Regions from separate parts of the Rattus norvegicus genome. Here region 1 is linked to region 2. Evidence: chromatin contacts called from public Hi-C data. All regions are on one chromosome and are shown on one strand. The core of a region is the stretch at or near the end of the contact, and the rest is flanking DNA. Distances in the headings are between cores, read along the strand shown. Region 1 overlaps Phf20 (PHD finger protein 20). Region 2 holds the start of Phf20 (PHD finger protein 20).

What was found. Hi-C and Micro-C count contacts between places; a contact is called where the count stands out from the background.
Region 1: a Hi-C map of psoas muscle shows a contact between it and region 2, with 1.8 times the contacts expected there. The contact joins the enhancer-like site here to the promoter of Phf20 in region 2. A contact is called at or near these places in 3 of 12 Hi-C or Micro-C datasets (hepatocytes, kidney and psoas muscle).

The regions. Positions count from the first base shown.
Region 1 is chr3:165,224,411-165,228,298 of GRCr8, forward strand. All of the region lies in intron 4 of Phf20 (PHD finger protein 20), which reads left to right. Among named protein-coding and RNA genes, the nearest start is that of Cnbd2, 53 kb to the right of the region's middle. Within about 2 kb of position 1,566, at least 33 of the 93 cell types and tissues checked have an H3K27ac peak or open chromatin away from gene starts, as enhancers often do.
Region 2 is chr3:165,167,863-165,172,355 of GRCr8, forward strand. Phf20 (PHD finger protein 20) reads left to right here and starts at 2,475. Exons shown (of 18, transcript NM_001107795.1): 1 at 2,475-2,631.

The sequences.
Region 1 (3,888 bases), core at 316-2,815, 56 kb after region 2:
CTGAGGCCTGTCTATATTGCGCTAAAAAGCCTTGGTGGTTCTTGAGACTGATTGAAGAGGGAGGGTGAGAGGATATAGAGTGGACTAAATCCTGAAGTGGGAGGCTAGCAAGGCATGCTGGAAAAGTTAAGGGAGTGAAGCCGGTGATTTCTTTCCTCTAAGCAGTGTCACTCTGCCAACTGGTTCTTAGTATTGTCTTTGAGGCTGGCAGAGTAAGGGGCGCTTGTGGGCATGGTTGCTATAGTGCTCGACTTGTCTGCTTCTGGAACCTGTAGTTTTCCTACCTCAGCCTCATCTGGGTTACAGGCATTTGCCATCTTTTCCCATCCTCTCTATGCCCCTCCATCCCTCCTCTTCACTTTGGTTTTTCAGTCCTGGGTATTAAACTCAAGGCTTGGGTCGACCAGGACAGTGCTCTACCACGGAGCTATATGCTCCAAGCTCTTGACTGTATTTCCCTTCCTATCCTGGATTTTTCTGCCTGCCTCATGTGGTTTGCTCAGTAGCCACATGGGACCTGTGAGGAGGAGGCAAAGCTCTGCTGGCTGGCTGGATGCTTTTCGATTTCCTCTGAGCGACTCTGTCTAGTCCAGGCTGCTGGGGGAAGCGGAACCCAGGGCAAAACATTCATCTTCAGCTTAACTTTCTTACTGCTCTTAGCTTCCTTGGGGGTTTCCTGAGGCAGAGCAGGCCCTGGGAACTGTAGGCAGTGAGGGAGCAGCATCTACTGTCATGGGGGGTTCTGGCATGATTAATCAACCCTAAATAACTCAAGAGCTTCTTAGGGAAATTGGTTAACACTTGTGGGGTGGGGAGAAGCGAGCGCACAAGCAAGCAGTATTTGTCTTTGGGGGGTGTGTGTGTTTGTTTGTTTAAGGTAGATTCCTGTAGCCGGGCTGGTTTTGAACATACCGTGTAGTTGAGGATCCCCTTGACTGGTGATCCTCCTGCCTCCACCTCCAGAGAGTTGGGACTATAAAATCCTTTCATCCACCTGGTTTGGTTTTGTTTTTGAATTAGGATCTGACTTCAAGCTCCTGGCTAGCCTGTTCTTACTGTGCAATCAAGGCTGGCGTTGAGCTCATAGCAGTCCTCTTGCAAGTCCAACTGCTAAGGTTACAAATTCAGACCACTGTGCCCAGTTTTTTTATTGGGTTTTGGCAGTGAAAAAAGAACCTCATTTAGTGTGAAGCAGCCATAGTTGGAAGCCATGTTACACCTCCAATTCCAGTTTATATAGAAATGAAAGATAGGATTCTGTGTTCAGAAAGTCAAGTGTGTGTGTATGTGTGTGTGTGTGTGTGTGTGTGTGTGTGTGTGTGAGAGAGAGAGAGAGAGAAAGAGAGTGTGTGTGTGTGTGTGTGTGTGTGTGTGTGTGTGTGTGTGTGTGGTGCTATTTCACTCCTCTTTGCAACTTTTTTTCCTTAAGAGAATCTGGCTAGGTTTCTGAGGCTGGCTTACATTTTTGGACTTAACTGCTCCTTCTGCCTCAGACATCCTAGGAGTTGGATCGTGTACTGCCCTGCCCAGAGCCACATGACCTTCACCACTGCTCACAAGCTTTCTCACTGAAGAAACTGCAAGTGACTAGCATTAGCAACAAGATAGGTTCCTTCCTGTTGATCTTATGTTGCCCAGACTGTCTGGAGATTTAACTGTCTAGACCAGGCTGGCTTCGAACTTGAAATAGTTCTTATGTGGGTGCTTCCTACATGCTGGGGTTAAGGGTGAGTGCACTAAGCAAGTCTTCCTCCTAATTAAATGCAGGTTTCTAGGTCACGTGTTCCCCTTTCCCCCAGTTCAATCTATTTTGGGCCTGTGCCTGGAGTTTGCCTTCACCACAGGAAATGCCATGGAAATGGTCTTCCCAGTCTCTGCAGAAGCAGTTCTTTTTTATTTCTTCTTTCTGCTGTAACTGAACCTACATTTGGAGTATGGGGAGGTTAGTACCTTGTGAATAGATTTGCAAGAAGGGAAATAAAAGGAAGACAGGCCCACTCATGCAGGATCTAACTTCCTTCTGGTCGTATTGTCTGTGGAGTGGTTAATGGTACACTTCTCTCAGTGTGACTTGTTGAGTGGTAATAATTAGAGCCACTTACTGATCTGTTTCCCTGAGACAGGCTCTAGCTAAGTAGTTTCCACACTCTGTTGCTTTTAAGACTGAGTCTTACTGTGTAGCTTGGGCTGGCCTAGAACTCATGCTTTCCTTGCTTCTGCTTCTCCATTGATAGTCTGTGCCACTATACCTGGTTGAATTTGCACATCTTATTCAGATGTCATACAAGGGGAGAAAGGATCTTACCATCAAGCTCATCCTTGTTTTGTAGGCAGGAAATGAAGCTCACAGGACAGAATTAACATGAATAAACACAAAGAACAGAGCTGAGGTTTGAGGGCTGTAAGGCTCTGGGACTCCATCTCCTGTAGTTCAAACCTGCATATCCAGAACATCCCAGCAGGGTTTCCTGAAAGGTCACAAGTTGTTCAGTATGCGTGGGTATTCACTGATTTCGGTAGGGAAGATGTCAAGTGTGCCCTTGTTTTTTTCTTTTTAAGATATGGAGTCATTGTGTAGCTCTATCTGGTCTGGAACTTCCTACGTAGATCAGGCTGATCTTGAACTCACAGAGATCCATCTACCTCTGCCTTCACCTCTACCTGGGATTAAAGGTGTGTGCTACTGTGCCTGACTTTGCTCATTCTTCTGACTCGATTGCATGATTTAGTCATCTGCACAGACCCTCTTAGGTATTTTTGTTTTTAAATAATCTTGTGGTGTCTTTCTTTTTTATTTAAGATTGATTTATTATATATAAGTGCACTGTCGCTGTCTTCAGACACACCAGAAGAGGGCATCAGATCTCATTACAGATGGCTGTGAGCCACCATGTGGTTGCTGGGATTTGAACTCAGGACCTCTGGGAGAGCAGCCAGTGCTCTTAACCACTGAGCCATCTCTCCAGCCCAATCTTAGGATGTCTTAAGCAAGTTTGTATTTTATTGTGGCTATTGTTGATTATATGCTATTCATGTGCTGTGGGTTGGTATTCCTGGTAGGTAGATGGTTGTTGGCCTTTTAGTGCCTAGTAGTATCATGGGAGTCCTGACTGGGGAACAGGCCCTAGTTGTTGGCCTATGAAGTGGTTATGGGCCACGTACTGCTCTTGATTGGGACTCACTTGAGCAGTTAGAAGTCTGAGAGGGGAGCTAGGCTTGGTGGTTCAGGCCTACAGTCCCAGCTACTCAAGAAACAGGAGGATCTTAGTTCAAGGCCAGCCTGGAAATAAGATAATGAACTCACAAGACCAGTGAAAACAAAGCAGTTTTCAACAAACAGTTTCAGAGAGCAGGACACCTATGACTGGCATGCTGATTTCATGCCAGACAGTGGTTTTCAAAGTCCTGGAATCCTAGAAATTTCTAGTCTTCTCTCCTAGACTTGGACTTGTCCCTTTCCCCAATTACTAATCTTCTAGGTTTAGGTCACAGAGCCTGTTTATAGACTGATTTGGGGCTTGGGACACATGGGCCTTTCTGATCATGGGCTCAATATTGTAGCACCAAACCTAAATTTCCAACTCTTAATTTTGAGACAGGGAGGACCTGGGGCCTCCTGCTCTTATGTAACCAGTGAGTTCTAAGCATGCCTCACACTGAAAGTGAAGGTGACAATTTATGTCTTACGTTGGGAAGCTTAGTGAGACCCGTCTTAGAGAAAAGAGAAGGCGGGATTTATCGCTCTGGTTGGATGATTTGGGAAATGTCCTATGCAGAAAGCAAGGCCAGTATTTAAAATAATAGCTCTGAAGCCTGAGGCATGGGGAGGAGGACCCTGTGGTCATCTACGTCTTCAGATGTCAGGGCTCTTTGTGGACGCTTGAGGTC
Region 2 (4,493 bases), core at 1,225-3,724:
GCTCCATGCATGTATGTAGTACACAGACATCTATAAAGGCAAAACACCCGACTACATATAAGCAAAATAAACAAAAATACCAGTGAATACTTGGAGTATCTTCTTTAACTGAGCCTCACGGTGGTGCACACTCTTTTTTTTTTTTAAGATTTATTTATTATTTATTTCATGTATGTGAGTACACTGTCGCTGTCTTCAGACATGTCAGAAGAGGGCATCAGATCCCATTACAGATGGTTGTGAGCCACCATGTGGCTGCTGGGAATTGAACTCAGGACCTCTGGAAGAGCAGTCAGTGCCCTTAACCACTGAGCCATCTCTTCAGTCTGGTGGTGCGCACTCTTTTTTTTTTTTTTTTTCTTTTTTCTTTTTTTCGGAGCTGGGGTCCGAACCCAGGGCCTTGCGCTTCCTAGGCAAGCGCTCTACCACTGAGCTAAATCCCCAACCCCATGGTGTACACTCTTAATCCTAGCTCTTGGGAGCAGAGGCAGGTGGATCTCTGAGGTCTAAGACAGTCAGAGCTACACAGAGAAACCTTGTTCCGAAAAACCAAAATAAGTAAATAAGTACAGAAGGACCCTGGCATCCAGAAGTAGGAGAGAATGATTCATGCAACTTGTATTCTGACTTACACATGAGTCTTCTAAGCATGCATGTGCGCACACACATACACGCAACATTAAAATAAATAAATACATGCAATAAGATATAGGCTCTTTCTATGTAACCCTGGCGGGACTGGAACTCACTCTATAGAACAGGCTGGCCTCCAACTCATAGAAGTAATGTCTGCCTCTGCCTCCAGAGTACTTTTTTAAAGGCCTGTGTCACCACACCCAGCCAATTATAGACAATTCAGAAAAGAGGAACTGACAGAAAAGAGCTGGGCATGGTTGCAAGTCCAACAATTGGAAGGCTGAGGGGACAGGCTGTGCTCAGGAGACCTTGTTTAAAAAAGAAAGGGGCCGGGGGTGGTGTCCTCTGTGAAGAATTCCTGATAAGAAAACCAGCTAGGCCTCCGGAGTCAGATTGCTGAAAAGAGTGAGTGTGGAGAGTTTGGAATGTTGCAAGTCTCAGAGCTGGTTTCTCTTGGGTTCTCTAAAGAGCCCATCTGTGGGTCAGATCTAGGATCCTGATATAAGAGAAACCTTGAACTGTATAGTTAGTAAACAAAGCCCTATTCTCCAACAATGGAAGGGCTAGGAATGCTACCACACAGCTTCTAAGCCCTCCTGCTGAGATTACCCCACTTTAACTATTTACTTAATGTTTCTACTAATGTATTTTTGTTTTTGTTTTGATTCTTTTGAGAGAGGGTTTCTTTACATAGCCCTAGCTGTCGTAGAATTTACTATGTATGGGATTAAAGGAGTCACCACACCTGGCCTCTACTAATGTGTATTTTTAAAAATGCCTTGGTTTATAGCTTTGCTTTGTTTCTATAAAACTCCATGAAACTACCTCCATGAAGTAGGGTAATTTAAATCTGTATTTTTCCAGGGTATGAAAATTTACACTTTGGTTGCACAAATTATCTCTTAATCCCTTTGTTTGAAGAGCTATGTTTTTTTTTTGTGGACAATAACTTTAATCTCAGTATGACAGGGGCAGAAATGTACAGCACTGTGAGTTCAAGGCTAACTTGTTCTACTTACTGAGTTCCAGACTAGACAAGGATACATATTGAGACTGTTTCAAAAGAAAAAGAAAAACAAAAACAAGAAAAACGTCAGAAAGTGTGGTTAGATGAGCAAAGGCATAGGTGCGGATGGATAGATTGATTGACCAGTTAAGTAGTGTAGGGACATGTTGTGATTAGAGTTATAATTTAAGAAGTGAAAGTTCGGTTGCTTCCAGTGTCAAATCAAATCATGATCTCCTCAGTAAATAGCAATGTTATCACCTCTCGTTGGCACTTACTAAGTCCCACTGGGAAAACCTCTCTTTTGTTGAGGTTGCATCTTGGACCTTTGTCCCTAGAGACAAAAATACAGCTCTTTTTCTTCTCAGCCTCCGTTGGAATCCTTTTCTAGGGATGAGAGAGCAAAGACAGGTGAGAAGGTTCAGATGAGGACTTGAAAGAGGCAGAGCACAGAGGGTGAACTGGATGTGTGAGAATGAGAAAGCCTGGTGACAATCGATCTTGAAGACTTAGCTCTTCATCTGGAGAAGGGAAGAAGTCGATATGAGAAGCCCTTGCGTGTGAAGAGCGGATTGGAAGAGGGAAAGTAATGATCTGTAAAGACTACGATCTTCCTGGAGAGTGGTGACAGAGGGGGTAGAGGGAGGTGGGTGACTTCCAGACGCATTTAGAAGGAGAATTAAGAAGGCAGATGGACAGTATCCAGGCCCCTGCTTCTGGTGACCTCAGCGGTCACGGGTGAGTGCGGACTTGGTGTTCCCGCTTCAGGGAGATGGGCGTGGCTTGCTCGCGCTGTCGCCCTGGTGACCGGGCGGGGCGGGGCCCGGGGCGGGGCTGTGGAGCGGCTGCGTCACTCGGTGGTGGAGATGGTGCGTGTGTGTGGGGGGCGGGGGATACGCTGGGCGCGTCCCCGGGGTCACGTGGTGCGCAGCGCGCACAGTCCTTCTGTCGGTTGGTCTGGAGCGGCGCAGCAGGAGCGGGGCCGTGAGGTGAGCTCGTGGCGAGGCGCGGCGACGCGAAGCAGCTGGTTGGGGCCGTGTCGGGAGCAGGCCCCGTGCCGCGCGCGCGCTGTGCGGGCGGGACCGGGGACGGACGCCCTGGCCACTGCGGGACCCTGGCTCAGTCCTGTTCTCCGACTGGCCCCCGGATCACCCAGCCCCGGAGGGAGGCCCGGGGACCGCTGCTGAGAGCGTGGCGGGCGTGCGAGCGCCGCCCAATCACTGCGGCTACCCGCGGGAATGACGGCCTCCCAGGCCAATCAGCGCGGTCCGAGGGGGCTGGGCCGCGAGGTGCGGGCCCGGGGCGCGGAACGGGGCTGTGGGGGTGGGGAGGGGTGCGGAGGCTGCACCCCCTGCTTAGCCCGCGAGATAGGGGGAGGCCTACGCTGCTGCCTCTGCTGCGGGAACGGGTTTTCGTGTAGTGCCTTTCTTATCCTGCTCTGGGAAGCACACCCTTTCCTCAAGACCCTGTATATGGGAGTGTCCCCTTTCTCTGTAGTTTGGAAAATCTGGGCGTCCTCCCCTTCCTTAAACTCAAGTCTTGGGATTTTTCTCTGAATTTCTAGCCGTCCCTAAAAACGAACTGAAGTCATACTCTTTTCTTTGCTCCCCCATACTGAGGGAACACTCCCATATTCAAACCTAATTAAGTTCTCCCCTTTCAGTTTGGGGTTCAGTCCGTTGATAGGTTCTTCAGAAGTCAGGTCATTAACCAAAGTTATAAAATACTTTATTACATTCCATAACTCTGAGGAGGAGTTCTTTCCAGGCCTCAGATCTGGTATGTTTTCAGAAGTTAGTGAATTTGGGGGTCAGTCCTTCAGTCTGGAATGCGCATCCCTTTCAAGTTCTTCTCCAAATCCTGATGCTTGTGGCACATAGTTTTCAGTTTCACTATAGGGGATTCACTGACTTGTCCTTAAGTCTGTCCTTGGGGCTTCACTTTTTCACGTGTTCTTCAACCTAATTTGTGTCTGGGGGGTGGGGGAGGGACTTGTTTTCCTACCTGAGAGAATCTTTAAGGTTTGAGATGCACCTCTCTTTGCAGGAAACATACCACCCTCGGGGTGCTGCAAGTGCTCTGGGCACACCTTTCTCCTGAATCCTTTCATTCCTAGATATGGTCAATCTTGAGCATTCCCCCACCTACCCATTTCCCCACATCATCCTTTTTTTTTTCCTAGTTGAAAAAACGTATTTATTTATTGTCGTGTGCCATAACGCACATGTGGTGATCACAGGCCAAGTTGCAGGAAGTTATTCCTCTGCTTCCACTTCGCGGGTCTTAGGGATCAAACTCGGTCATTCTTGGCTGCGTGCTTGCTGAACCATCTAGCTAGCCAGCCTTCCTCCTGTGGGACCAGTGCTGTGTAGCTATCTGGGAACCTACCATGCAGTCCCGGTGGCCTATGATCCTCCTGCCCTAGTGGCCTGGGTGCTGAGATTATTGGTGCTCTTTCCTTTTTCCTTCCCTCCTGTCTGTCTGTCTGTCTGTCTTCCTTCCTTCCTTCCTTCCTTCCTTCCTTCCTTCCTTCCTTCCTTCCTTCCTTTTTCTTCCTAGCTTTTCTGCCATTCAAGATAGTTCCAGTCTTCTGTTTCCTTCCCTCTTTGGAACCACATTCTCCTTATGTGCCCTCCCAGGCTCTGTCGTGTACCCTTTGGTCTTCCTTCCTCTGTTGAGTACATATCTGCAAAACACTTTCTGTGGCCTCTTCTTTTTTTTTTTTCCCCCTCAGGGAAGTTCTTACTGTTACCCCAACCCTGAGCCTTTCTTCCCTTTCGTTCACATGGCTTTTGTTGTGAGTATTGTCTCACTGGGTAGTTCAGGTAATCCTGGAACTTAGTAGGTAGCT